Regions from separate parts of the Rattus norvegicus genome. Here region 2 is linked to region 1. A link is a contact called in public Hi-C data. All regions are on one chromosome and are shown on one strand. Each heading gives the region's core, a stretch centred on a gene start, on an enhancer-like site or on the middle of the called end of the contact. The rest is flanking DNA. Distances are from core to core; before and after follow the strand shown. Region 1 overlaps LOC103691527 (a long non-coding RNA gene). Region 2 overlaps LOC103691527 (a long non-coding RNA gene).

Evidence for each region. Hi-C and Micro-C count contacts between places; a contact is called where the count stands out from the background.
Region 2: a Hi-C map of Schwann cells shows a contact between it and region 1, with 6 times the contacts expected there. The contact joins two enhancer-like sites. A contact is called at or near these places in 1 of 12 Hi-C or Micro-C datasets (Schwann cells) and 1 of 1 datasets of contacts at active chromatin or transcription factors (oligodendrocytes).

The regions. Positions count from the first base shown.
Region 1 is chr2:119,088,649-119,095,667 of GRCr8, reverse strand. All of the region lies in intron 2 of LOC103691527 (a long non-coding RNA gene), which reads right to left. Among named protein-coding and RNA genes, the nearest start is that of Dnajc19, 220 kb to the right of the region's middle. Within about 2 kb of position 4,452, at least 3 of the 93 cell types and tissues checked have an H3K27ac peak or open chromatin away from gene starts, as enhancers often do. A contact at or near this core is called in Schwann cells, where this site is marked.
Region 2 is chr2:119,364,760-119,371,778 of GRCr8, reverse strand. The region is part of intron 3 of LOC103691527 (a long non-coding RNA gene); the gene reads right to left. Among named protein-coding and RNA genes, the nearest start is that of Sox2, 97 kb to the left of the region's middle. Within about 2 kb of position 3,343, at least 41 of the 93 cell types and tissues checked have an H3K27ac peak or open chromatin away from gene starts, as enhancers often do. A contact at or near this core is called in Schwann cells, where this site is marked.

The DNA of each region.
Region 1 (7,019 bases), core at 3,203-5,702:
TTCTCCTGTAGTTCAGCTTCTCTGTCCTTTTCAGGGTGTCAGCTGTCTGTCTGGATATACCTTGTAGCCATCTCGAATCTCCAAACTACTCGAGGTCCATCCATCCCTGATATCTTATCAAACTAAAAACCCGGTCAGTTTTCATCTCAACCTCCATTGGGCCCTTTGTTCAGTGTTTGAGCCTGGGTCCCTGGGGCAGCTTTCTGGTGGTTTTTCCTGACTCCAATCCAACACAAACCTGGCTGCCAACCTAATCTCCTTTAATATATCACTTTCCTCATGCTGACTCCCAGCTCAATAGTCTTAGATAGTTCTCCATTCCAGATTCAACCCAAATAGACCGAACGCTCGCTGGGATGTTCCGCAGACGCTCTCTTCCTGAGTGGTACATGTCATTATCCCAGTTGCACTGATGCAGGCGGCTGAGGTGCCAAAGTTAACACGCCAGAGTCTGATGATGAGTAGACCAGGATTACAACCCTGCTCGGTGGGTCCTCCTCCCACGCTCTGCCTTAATAGGAGTGTGTGACTCTCAAGCTTAGATTTTAATAATCTCCATAATCTCTGCTTGCCTCATTTAACCAATTCATTTTTTTTTCTAGCCACCCAGCATAGCCTTCCCCTGAGCCCCAGTCAATGGTATTCATCTCATCCCTGCTTCTCCATGGCTTTCCTTGGTCATGTTCCAGCCCCCGCCCCACCCCCATGGCCCAGCCTATGAGGCTAAATGCCTTAAGCCCTATCGGAGGTTTCTGATGGTGACTCTGGCAAGGCAGCCTTCTGTTGCTTTTATGTTTCAGACTTGTGGCTCACAGGCTAACGCCGACAAACCCCAATGTGACGGTAGGTTATATGGAGTCCTGTGTGTATAAGCACACACTGACCTATATTCCACTCACATATGCTTGCTATTACCATCCAAAATTACATGGATAGTATCGTTGTAAAAAAGAGCAACTTAAAATAAACTGTACTTGTCTTCTGCTACCACGTGTTTTACTACTAATCATAATAATTAAACATGTTTCAAGGCTCAGTGGAGTAAAGGGCCTGCCACAAAGGCCTGAGGACTCAAGTCCCCAGTATCCATATAAAACGCTGGGTGTGGTGGCTTATCTAATCCCAGCATTGCAGAGAGACACAGGACATTCTTTGGGGCTCAGCAGGCCTAGCCTAGCTGGGGAATAGCTGACCAGTGAGAGACTGTCTTATAAAGCAAGATGAATGGTACCTAAGGAATGGTACGCAAGATTGACCTCTGGCTTCCATATGAACACACACACAGAGACACACACACCATAGAAGATAAATAAAATAAGCTTACATTAGCTATTGCATGACTTTTGTGAGGTATCTGACATTAAAAATTAATCTTTAATTTCAAAGCATGGAAAACGCTGGCTCAAACACTGCAGTGTAAACGGTCTTGCTGACATTGCCATCGTATGCATCATCTGACCTGGGCCTTTGAAAGCGTTTCTTGAAATATACAGAAGAACCCGAGTCCAATTCTGCCTCCAGCAGCATCTCTCCTGGGAAGGAAGAACCCCAGTTGAGAAAATGTCTCCATCAGATTGGCCCATGGGTCAGTCCCTAGGGTTGTTTTTGGATTATTGACTGAGATGGGAGGGTTCGGGCCACTGTATGCACTGTCACCCCTAGGCAAGTGGTTCTGAGTGCTGTCAGAAAGCAGGCTGAGCAAGCCATGAGGAACAAGCCAGTGAGCAGCTCTCCCCCATGGCCTCTGCATTAGTTCTTGTCTTGAGTTTCTACCCTGACTTCCTTTACAAAAACCATGGATTGTGATTCGGACCAATAAGAAAACAAACAAACAAATCAATCAATAAATAAAACAAACAGACAAATAAAACCCCTTTTACTCCCAAGTTGGTCACATGGTATTTATCACAGTGATAGAAATCAAACTGTAATGGTGTGCAACAAATATTGTTTACAAGCCCTCCCAGTAGTGAATGCAATGGTTTGCTCAAGCAAATTTAAGTTTTTGACAGCTGAGAAGAACCTGCTAAATGGTAGCTGAGAAAAAAGGCAAGCCTCCTGCAGGATACCAGAGCTCTCAACAATTCGAGACACCAGGCTCCAGTCACAAGCAGTCCACAAGGATTTTGGTGACATCGCTGCTTGGAACTTTATTTGGAAAAGAAGAGGCTGTTACTAGAAGGACCTGAGCCCAGAGCTATATCTAACTGAGCTCCAAATGCATGAATCTCTCCCTTCTGGTTGTAAAGCAGACAAGGCTTTCAAAGGGCTCACTCAGAACCCCAAGCATACGCAGCATCAGAATCGAAGGGCGCTCTTTGTACAGTGGACACAAATCTCTAATATGGCAGAGGATTGAAGGAGGGCGTTGAGAGACTGGTCCAATAACAATGGTTCTACTGGAAGAACAATGACCCACAGCATGGCCTCATTAATTAATCTAGTTTTTCATAAAAGAGATTTATCAAAAGTTACTAAAACTTGATCATTTAGTTTCCAAATATTTTATAATAAAATGTCTGTAGTACGTGTTTTGACTTCTATTTTATATTGAAAATAACCTTTCGTTATGCTCATACTATCAATGATTACTTTATACAATACATGATGTAACATAGGTTTTTTTTTAAATGCTCTGTATATTAAATAGGCCCAAACTGTAAACATCAGGAGGATTATAGAATTTAAAAAATTTACCCCAAAACAATGTAGCCTGCTTAAAAGGTGTGAAGTATAGTTTCTACATAAACTCCTCGTTCTATCCCTCTTAGAGTTCTTATTTGCATAGCCATAATATAACAACTAAAATCAATAAATTGCATTGGTATCAAACTGTTAACTGAATTTCAAACTTCACTCAAATGTTACCAGTTTTCTATTCATAGCCTTTCTTTGTTTTGCCCTAATACAGAACCCTAAAATTGGTCTCGTCTGTTTCCTTAGTCTCCCCAATGAGTGACAGATCTGACTCTGCCTGGTCTGTCATGACCCCGTTACTCTTGGCGAGTTACTGGTCAGTTACTTTGTAGACTTCCCTTTTATTTCCCTGTCTTTTCTAATGATTCTATTGAGGTTACGATGCTAGACCCTATCTCTGGTTCATCTTACCAGGGGGTACATGATATGAAAAATCTTATATCTGGAAGGTTCAGGCTGGTCATAGGTGAGATGGCACGGGCTGGGGCAGCTCATTGTTAACCGATTTCCCACTGTAGTTACCAAATTTCTCTGATTTCCTCTTACTTCAGAGTGAGGTGTTGGCCTCAGGCCCCGTTAGCCCCTCTAGCAGCTTGCTTTTCTGATCTATTACGGGCTCAAAAATCAGGAAGAGACAGCTTGACCGAATGCTAAATCTTTTTAGAAATTGTGCTCTGAACAAGAGTTTCTCACAAACTTGTGAAGTTAGCTTTGGTGATGTTTGGGTAGTTTTGTGGTTTCACATCTTTCTCAGTCTGGGGTGTTTTCATCTGGCATCTACGTCATTGTTCATAAGCTTTAATGACTAGCCTTCCATGTGGAGCCCTCCTTTGGAGGGATTTACAGATCAGGTGTAGAGCCCTTAAGAAAAAAAATGGGCTTGAGCTATGTCCAGAAATTGGGGTTATTTTCTACTTCCTGCCACAGTGGTCATGAGAGTGCATCAAAACAGGAGTGTAAAGCCATTGATTTCATAAGTATCCACTGTCTCAGTCATGAGAGGACAGTCTGCTATAATACTCATAAATCAAATGCTACCTTCTGTTGACACACGCTAACTACTCTCTCTAAATCTTTAAACCTTACACTCCCAGTTCCAGATCAATAGTCCAAAGAACCAATAGATAATACACCTTCATGATGCTACTCATATCAAGGAAGAGGGTTTCTGGAATGGTTTTTTTCCCCACAGAGCCACCAAACCCACACCTCCTCTTGCTTGTGGGATTTCACTGAAACTATAATTTCTAAATATTTAAGAGAATAGTCCTTTTCTTTGTGCCTCACACAGCTCTCCTTCATTTAAAAGTTCTATGTGAATTATATGCATTTCCTCCCAGAACAAGCTATATTTAACATATAGTTAGTATTTATCATGTGCATAAGGTGTTTTTGTTTATACCATTTTTATTTGATGAGGTTAGACCTGGCCCATTTCTTCTGGTTTATACAAACCTAGTAAGAACCCAAACATTCTCAAACAGCATGTCTTTAAAACATGTGCATGGCAGTTATCTGTCTCCCTGGTGCACAGTTCATAAAGATGATTGAGCTGGCTGTTGTTCTGTTGTTTAATCTGATAATTAGGCAATCACTAAATCTTACACTTTCTTACAGAAAATGTTAATACACATTGAGAAAACCAAAAGCAGAGAACTGTAATCTGGACGATAAAATGCATTACTCTGTTTAAAAGGATTGTTTCACAGGCACAATTAACAATCAGCGGCCACAGTGTAGACGGTGTTTTGATGCCATCTGTTGGAATAAGCCTTCTCACTGTCTGGAGTGAAGCCATAATTTTCCGTTTACAGTTTCATTAGGCAACACGCAAGATTAACAGCTCCCCAAAGCAGAGAAATCCAGACACTTTCACTGTTACAGCCTCCTATAAACAGTTAGTTGGTAAGCTACTAAAATTTCCTGAACGTGTGATTAGAGAGCTGGCTGTAAGACCACACATTTCTATGTTGGTTCCAGCCTTAAAATACGAACAGCTCAAACGCCAATGACTTTTCTACTGCTGGTCTCAGTACTGAAGAGTGGATTGCCACTCTTTTTGCTTATTTCTGATGTCCATTAACTTCTAAAAATAATTTACCTAGGCCTAAATACCCTATAACAATATCAGTGAAGAAAGTTAGCAACCCGCCCAATGTAATGTATTGCTCTTTACTGTTTAAATTAGACTATTAAATGCCAGATCAAAATCTCTGGGGTTTCTAATACACTAGGGGGTGCTAGCTCCCTACGTGTATACAGTTAGTAGGCAAACTTTTACCATGATTAGTTTGGGGAATTACAAAAGTTGACCTTACCCAAAAAAAAAAAAAAAATCTTTAAGAGTAGATGCACTCTGCTGTGTATAAAGGAAGGAGGGGGAAGGAAGTCTTATTTATATCCCTAAGACTGAAACAGCAAGGGTCTGGGAAGAGCATCTCCACCAAAAAGGCAATGTCACTACCAATGCTGTATCAATATGGCCTTTCTCTGTGACTGGATCATTAACTGCTGTTTCCATGGAACCTGAGCAAAGTCCAGAGCTCATCAGACACAGACGTGCAGACTGAGTTTCCGGGATACCTCTCATGTCAACTGCTCTACGAAGGCAAGCCATTGGGCAGAAGAGGCTTCTTGCTGTAGACTTTATAGGCTCTGATCTCAAAGAGAAGATGTGTGTCATGACTCAAAATGAACTCAGGACACTGCCCCTTTAGATGCATATGTAAAGAGTTGATGTATTTGCAGAATGGCTGGTTCTTCCAGGCAGAATTATCATAAAAACGACAATGATGTTTATATCTTAACAAACATTAAGCAAGTTATTTGAGATTCTTTTCCATTGATAGGCTGTTCAGACAGCCTCAAATGGTAAGATGTCACCCTGAAGAGCTTGGCTGGTCGGTTGGCTGGTCAGTCACTTAATGAGTTAGTAACTGGTGACTTTCTGCAGATCTTGGCACAGCTGCAGAGGGAAAGTGTGCATGCACAGATGCACACAACTACAAGCACACACAGACAGACACACACACACACACACACACACACACACACACACACACACACACTTCTATAGTTCTATTTCTCTAGGTAACCCTGACAGTGTAAAGTGTCCTGCCCGAATTCTACCTTGCAGAAGTGTTCTCTCTGAAAATACATACATTTTAAAGCACACACTTAAAAGGACAGCATCCTAGGCTCATTTTGAATCACTACAGATTCATCATAGATCAAGTAGATCTTTGAGAGCAGGGACAAAATCTGCCATTGTAAACCGTGGAGAGTGAGCTGAAGGCAAGAGAATGCCTTTCAGATGGTCACAGCTATCAGAAGCGTCAACTCTGATGACATGTGCCACTCTGCTTTGGGGAATCCGAGTCTTTTGCTGTGTTCTTTCCATCTCCCCAGGGACAAGCCAGCTTATGTCCTGTATTGGGCTTGTTCTTGAGTCTGGACTACTGGGGCTCATTTCTAATTCTGCCCTGTGTTAGACTCATCACCATATGTAATCTACTTAGCCTGTGCCTCCATGTTAATTTAGAACTTGCCATTTTTCATTTTCTGCATGACTAATGCTCCCTGTCCCCGTCACCATCATTTTAAAAGTCTCCCAGTGGGCTTCCAGCCTCAAAAATACGTTCCCAATGTAGCTTCCACCAAGCTCATTTTAAATTTGATAAAATTAAAATTCACATAATGACTTTACATTAAACTCAAGTTCAAGTCCTTATAATGGCTTAAGTGGTCCACATGCTGCTCTGCTGTTGGCCTCTGGGATCGTCTCCTCCCCTCCTCATCTGCTTCGGAGAGTTCAACGTCAGATCTTGCAGGCCTTGCATTTGGGCCTTTGCTATAGTGGTCCAGTTAGAACCGTCCTTCAATACCTGCCCTCTGGTGGGTCTTCTACCTTTCTTTCTTGTGAGGTGACTCTTTCTCTGCTTAATAAGCACGCACCAATCCTCATCCTTGCCACTCCCCAGTGTTCCTGGTGACCCTGCTTGCCCTATTATTCTTTTTCGTGCCATATCTCACTTTTCAGCAAGTATGAAATTTATTAGTTTAATGTTCTTTGCCATCTTCCTTCTCTAGCTTCATAAGACAGGGACTTTCTCCATTTTGTCCATAGCATATGCTTACAGCTGTCATTTTTAAACATTGCAGTAGTATGCTCAGTAAGGTAATGGTGTATGTTAGTGGCTTTGTTGCCCTGCTATGGAGAAACCCAATTTTCTTCTTCTTCTTCTTCTTCTTCTTCTTCTTCTTCTTCTTCTTCTTCTTCTTCTTCTTCTTCTTCTTCTTCTTCTTCTCTCTCCCTCCAACCC
Region 2 (7,019 bases), core at 2,094-4,593, 280 kb before region 1:
GGGTTTTTGTTCTCACCCCCTAGAACTGGAGTTAGAGATGGCTGTAAGATACCACGCAGGTGCTAGGAACCAAATCTGCAAGAACATCAGTTCTCCTAACCATTGGGCCATCTTTCTAGTTTCAAAGTGTGTGTGTGTGTGTGTGTGTGTGTGTGTGTGTGTGTGTGTGTGTGTGTGTGTTGGTGTCTGTCTGTGTATGTGTCTGTGTGTCTTTATGTGTTCATTGAATTTCATGAGGAAGGTCTTGACTAGCACTGAGCTTGCAGGAAACATGAACTAATCTGATGTTCTCGGTGTTCAGGTGTTAAGGGTCAGTCACAGCAAATTCAAGGTCAGTCTTGAAATCACAATTCTTTTGCCCATTTACCCCAGTATGTGGTCATGCAGGGAGAATGTTGTTGGGGTTAAGTCACCCTGGGGGACTTCCTCCTGCCATAAGTGTCCACAAGGAAGAAAGCTTGAAGTCATGTAAAAGTTAAAGAAGTTTCTCTTACAAGATAGTATACCGGCACTGCATACTAATGGGGAACCCAAGGGACCTTCCATGTTCCGTTACTGTGGCACTTTGGTGTGGGAGCAGAAAGGGCCTTGTGCTTTTTAACTGGAGAAAGGAGCCAGGGATATAGCCATGTTATGCTATATCTTAACTCCAAACAAGGAAAAATGTCCTAAATAATTTCATCAAACTTCCACCACCAGAAATCAGCTTATAAACATGTCACATGAACATACAAACATTATGAAATGATAAGGGTCGAAGTGTGCTAGTTAGCTAGACAGACAGTCTGGCTTCTCCGGATGCTCAGGGTCCTTGTGATGCAAGCTGTCACGGGCGTCACTGCACTCCTTCATTTGCTACCTGAGCTTGTCAGCTACATGCAGTGAGAGGCTACTGGTAGCATAGTTTAACCTTAGCATTAATCCCCTCTCCCCAAATTCCTGAGCAGAAAGGCAGACGAGGCTTGAATTCAAGGCATGGAGAAGAGAATAGAGTTGGGAGATTATAGCCAGCCTTCAGCCAATGACTGTTGGCGGGTGGTTGCCATGGTGACGACAGTGCTGGAAGTTTCCTGACAAATGTTTTCAGAGTCGGGTTGTGAAAGAGGGCACAGGCTATTTTCCAACAAAACCAAACAAAAAGTCTACAATTTTGAATCTAACTTGTCAGATTTGGTTTTGAGGAAGTTTTAAATGTAAAATAAGGAATGAGAGGTTTATGAAAACCTAGTTTTTTTTAATATTAAAATCATGGAGTGTGTTCTGTATTTCTGATGTCCGTATTCTTTTAATTTCAATATTCTGATCTATTAGTGGGAGGTAGATGCTTAGTGTTTTCAGTTAAGAGACTCAAGGTCTTATTTTGTTATTTTGTAGTATAATGGATCTAGCTTGGTAAATGCACCAAAGGTGTGTGTGCATGTGAGTATGCCTGTGCATGTGCGTGTGCGTGCGTGTATGTGTGTGTGTGCATGTGTGTGTATGTGTGTGTGCATATGTGTGTGTGCATGTGTGCGTGTGCATGTGCGTGTGTATGTGTGTGCATGTGTATGTGCACATGTGTATGCATGTGTGTGTGCATGTGTGCATGTGTGCATGCGTGTATACATGCATGTGCACATGTGTGCATGTGTGTGCACATGTGTGCATGTGTGCATGTGTGTGCACATGTGTGCATGTGTGTATGTGTGTATGTGTGTGTGCATGTGGATGTCTATATGTATGTCTGTATATATGTGTATATATGAATGAATTCCTCATTGTCATCATGAGGGAATTAAAAAGTCATAGTGTGGCCCATGTCTGTTAACATTCTGTGATTTAATGCTGTTGGCCGTGATGGATTTCATAAAATCAATAGGTGCTGACCCCAGTGTGACTCACTTACCAAGAGAACCTGAGACTAGAGAGATGGCTCGACGGATAAAGCCCTTGCCACACAGGCACGGGCACCTGAGTTCAAATCTCCACCATGCGCATAGCTGCCAGGCATGACAGAATTCTCTATAATCCTAGTACTGGGTAATCAGACACAGGAGGATCCTACGGGCTCACTGGCAAACCGGCTTTGCCTAATCAGTGAAGTCCAGGCTCAATTAGAGAACTTGTCTCGAAAAGTGAGGTGTAAAGTTACAGAACAAGATCCTGGTGCCAACCTTTGGCCTCCACAGGTACATAAACCTCCACACCACAAAACATACACAATTTAAAAATAAAGATACAATCAGGGATTGTATTTGATGGGGAGCTTGCAAACTTTTCACAGCAGCAGCTGTACTGAGTCCTACCCTCCTCTTACTCTGTGCCTTCCGTCTGCTCCCCTCCAACCTTGCGTTGTGAGAGTTGTTGAGCCTCCACCCTGGGGGAGGAGGGGTCAGTCCTGGCCTTTGCGGTTGGATTTCTTGGCTTCACCGAGCTTTTATGCCACTAGAGCCAGTTTCCCGTCCTCCAGGCGCCTCTTCCCTGAACTGGCTCCAGCTTCCCAGAGCTGCAGCAGAGGTTAGCAGTGTAAGCAGCAGCTCTCGTGGACAGTGATGCGGACTGGAGGTAACTCCAGCTATCATGACGGGATCATCCAGACAAGGGGACGGTCAAGTAGGGCTTACAGTCCACTTGAGTTTTTCTGATTGTAAAACCAGCCATTTTTCAATTTAAATAATTTAAGGATCCCAGCGTCCCTATAGTCTCAGTCTCATTTAGCCTCTTATTAGCTAATAGTTTCTCTAGTTCAAGAGGTGGAAGGGAAGATACAGTTAATTCACAACAGCAAGTAGCGTAAACAAAAAAGCAAAAATCAAAAAGACAAAACAAAGCGAAAACCCAAACCATGCGAAGGCAAAGGGAAGACACAATAGGAATCTATACAAATAACCATAATTGATTTTAAAAGTTAATTAAAAGAATCAAAGGAAGCCAGCACTTTGAGGCCCAGCATGTATCAATAAGTAGATGACACAGGAGAATAGATTAGAAAATTGATCTAAGCTAACTAGATGGGAAGAAACAGAGCTCTTGGTTTTACCTTAAGCACCCCCAAATTCTTCCCTGGGCCTTTCCCTCATATTTCCTAACAACGTTCCGTAGATAGAAACCCCGAGATGAATGAGAGGAAGCAAGCAAACAAAATCAAGTTCCAACCTCCCAAAGGGGTAGGATGGTTCAGAGACTCTGCTTTGACTCCTTGTGACAGCAAAGGCAGACACTATAGTGGACACAGGGACTCTGTAACAGCAGAGGCAGACACTACAGTGGACACAGGGACTTTGTGACAGCTAAGGCAGACACGACAGTGGACACAGGGACTTTGTGACAGCAGAGGCAGACACGACAGTGGACACAGGGACCCTGTGACAGCAAAGGCAGATGCTACAGTGGACACAGGGATCTGTGAAGGCTAAGGCAGACACGACAATGGACACAGGGACTCTGTGACAGCAGAAGCAGACACTAGAGTGGACACAGGGTTCTGTGACAATTAAGGCAGATGCTACGGTGACACAGGGACCCTGTGACAGCAAAGGCAGATGCAACAGTGGACACGGCAATTCACTTATGAGCACTTTACCCTTTTGACTTTTGAAGTCTCCATTACTTTTCATGTCTCTGAGCTTGAGCATGACCACAGGAGTAAATACTCTGCCTCTGGGTGGATCTCCAGAGAGCAATGCAACAAGAAGGCAGAATTTTCCTGCCATTTCCAGAAGCTTCTCTGGGTAGTACCACATTTTCTGTTCTCCTGTACTAGAGACGTGAAGATGGTCTTAGGATCACAAGTTAACTGTGCTCATGTCTGATTGCACTATGTGTCAGCCCATTGCCACCCGACAGAGACCACCGAATGACCAGTCAGAGAAAACACTTTCTGTCTGAGATAGGGCCCGTGGTACCACCAAGAACTGAATCTGATTGCCAGACACTCTGAGCTATGACAGACAAGTAAGGTATGCGGGCTTCTGAATGAAGAAAGTCTTGTGTCAGCCCCTGAAAGGACTCTTTGTGTCTGAAGGACAACACGGCCAAGGAGTCTGGAGGGGATGAGGTCAGAAAGTGGGCTGTGCCTGAGTCCTTCCTCCCTTTCCCCTTCATATTTCCTTTCCAAACAACACATGCACACGTTCCTGCATTACCACAGAAGAACCTCAGAGGCATCTCCTGATGCATAAGTGGTCCTCAGGAGGTCACCAGGCTGTGCCTTTAGCACTGGTGGGCACCCTCAGGCCCCCTGCCCTTTTCTCTCAGTTTAGAATCAGGGGGAAAAAAGTCCAACAAAACAAATAAAAAACCAAAGAACAACAACAACAAAACAAACACAGCCAGCTCAAACTACAAATGTCAGAAATACCCAGAACTATTGGGGCTGCTCCCTGACTTAGTATTGGTGGTGCCACTCCCCAGCTCTGCCAGCACTGTAGGTGACAGGCTCCGCTTGCCTAACAGATTCCTGGACTCCCAGCACCTGAGCTCTGTGCTTACCTATTTGTTGAGGGAGTGAAAAAGTGGGATTTCCTTTCTATAAGATGAAGGTAAGGAGGGGTAAGTGTGCACACAGTTAACAAATTACTTGGTAGGGCTTTTTGTTTGGGCTGTTGCTTATTTAAGAACTCCCCAAAACGTGTTCAATAAAACATTAGGCTCAGAGAATAAAGGCAGCAAATTTTCACAAAAGCTATGTTTGCATATATGTGTAATGAAACTTGCAAATAATATAATTTGGGGTGATCCATACATATATACAAACTATATATATCATATATATGTGTGTATGCATGTATGTATATATCAGAGTATTCACTCCTGAACACACACACACACACACACACACACACACACACACACACACACACATTTCCTCTACTGTTTTTCAACTTTCACTATGAATTGCCTAGATAAAGATATTGTGTTCTATGTCCCTAAATATATCATGTTATCCTGTCATGTGGCAAAGCTTACGGGAATTGTATTTCAACAGATGCATTTTTGGAAAATCTGTAACTCAATTTACCTTAATTTATTCTATGTTTCTTACATTTGAATTCAAGTCCTAATAAAAATTTCCACTTTGGAAAAAAAAAAAAAAAACAAAAACCTTCCCAGTTAAGACCAATGAGCCATGAGCTTTTAAATGCTGTGTTGGTCACCTTTACATTCTGTGTGATTTAAAAACCACACTCACATTTAAAAAATTACCTCCAAAATATCACTGTCCTAGGGAACAAAAGATGGACCAATACTTTAATAACACAATTATGCACCCAGAAATAATAGTACGGCGGAGACAAAGGGCAGGACAGGGTACAAGCTCACGTCTTGACTCTGAGCACAGGGCTATTTCCCCCTCAGTGTGTGCCTTTAGTAACAGAATGTCTACACAATGAGCAGCGATGTGGGGGCAAGTCCACCATAGTTCAAGACTGAGAAACAAAGTTGACTATGTCACAGTTTCGGTGGATAATCCTGTGTATACTGTGCATCCCTATGTACCTCACACACATCCAGCAGCCGTGGCACAGGTTCTCTGAGCTTAAGGGACCAAACCGTTACCAGCCCCCTGTTCTCTACAGCCTCAGTGTCCCCAAGAAAACTTAGTTTGAAAATAACAATGCTTAATAGCCTCTAAGGTTCTTCTCAGATTGTCCTCTTAGGAAAGCGGGAAAGAGCTTGGGAGTCGGGGAGGCTAAAGGAGAAAACAAGTGTTGACGTGGGTAGAGGCCGTGGGGCTGAAGGAGACCAGTGGAAACACATTCTGTTGGAACGTGTTACCTTGGTATCTAATACATTATGTGCTGATTTAAAAGATAAAAACATAAAAGAACATTTTGCTCTCGCTTCTTGGAATAATATTGAAATGACAAAGAATGTGTCCAGACTGAAGCTCGTGGGCCCCTGGAATTTTATACAGACCCATGTAGCCTTCAGTTGTTCAAGGACAGAACTGTGTTGTACTATGTGTGGCCAGCACCTTTGTAATTTCAACATATAGCTTAGATTTATAAAAAAAAAAAGAAAAAAGTAAGGGAAATATTTCCAGAATGGGCTTAGAGGATTTGCGGATACAGCTGAACATGTAAACCTGACAGCAAGTTCAAACTGCATGTAAATATCATCCCAGAGAAGTTGCCTGTTTATATTGTTTTCTGAGACCCTCTTAGTTTTTAATGAGCAAGGTTTAGCTAAAAACAAAAAGTGTTAATTACATAAATATGCTTATTCTCAAAGCATAACACTGTGTTATGATTAATAAACAATGGAGAAATGAATACAGAAGTGTTTCAGCAGAAATGCTGTTGCACAAACAGTCTTGGAAATCACTACATGTTTATTGGGAAAATGCTTTACTTCTCGCAGAGCCACAAAAGCAACATTAACCTTCTTGAAATGCAATAGCAAAGTCAGAGACGTGTGGCTCCCCAGCAGGCACAGTAAAGTCGGAGACACAGGACCGCCAGCAGGCGTGGGACCAGCCATTTTCTGAAGAAGGTAAACAGAATGTAACACGTACTTAACGCTACAACAGGGTCTGGGTTAATCTGCCTGCAGATGATTCAGGACACACGTGTGTCTGAAGGAATCACCATACAGATTGTTCTAAAGACAAGAGTCTCGGAAATGAGGAACCGTGTGTTTTCTGCTTGTCTTAGTTTGGACCCTGCTGGTTCTGCAATTTTGTACCCAGCATCTTCCAATTTGTCCTTACATAGACATGTATCTATCTTTTGGAGGTAGGCATCAGCCACATTGAGAGGGCACCAAACTCTTTCATTTTATCTGCTGTAAGATTAGGTTGTTGTGATTCTGAACCAAAGAGCAAGCTTGCCTAGGCACAAACGTATATACAAAAAACAAAACAAAACAAAACAAAAAAAAACCAAAAAAAACCCCCAAAAAACAAAAACAAAAACAAAATCCAAAAAAACCAAAAGAACCCCTAAAACATCCACAATTTATCCCAAAGCAGCATTGTCAACAAGCTCAAGTCTCCAGAATATAAGTTAAAAATGAGTGCTGAAATAAACACGGTATAA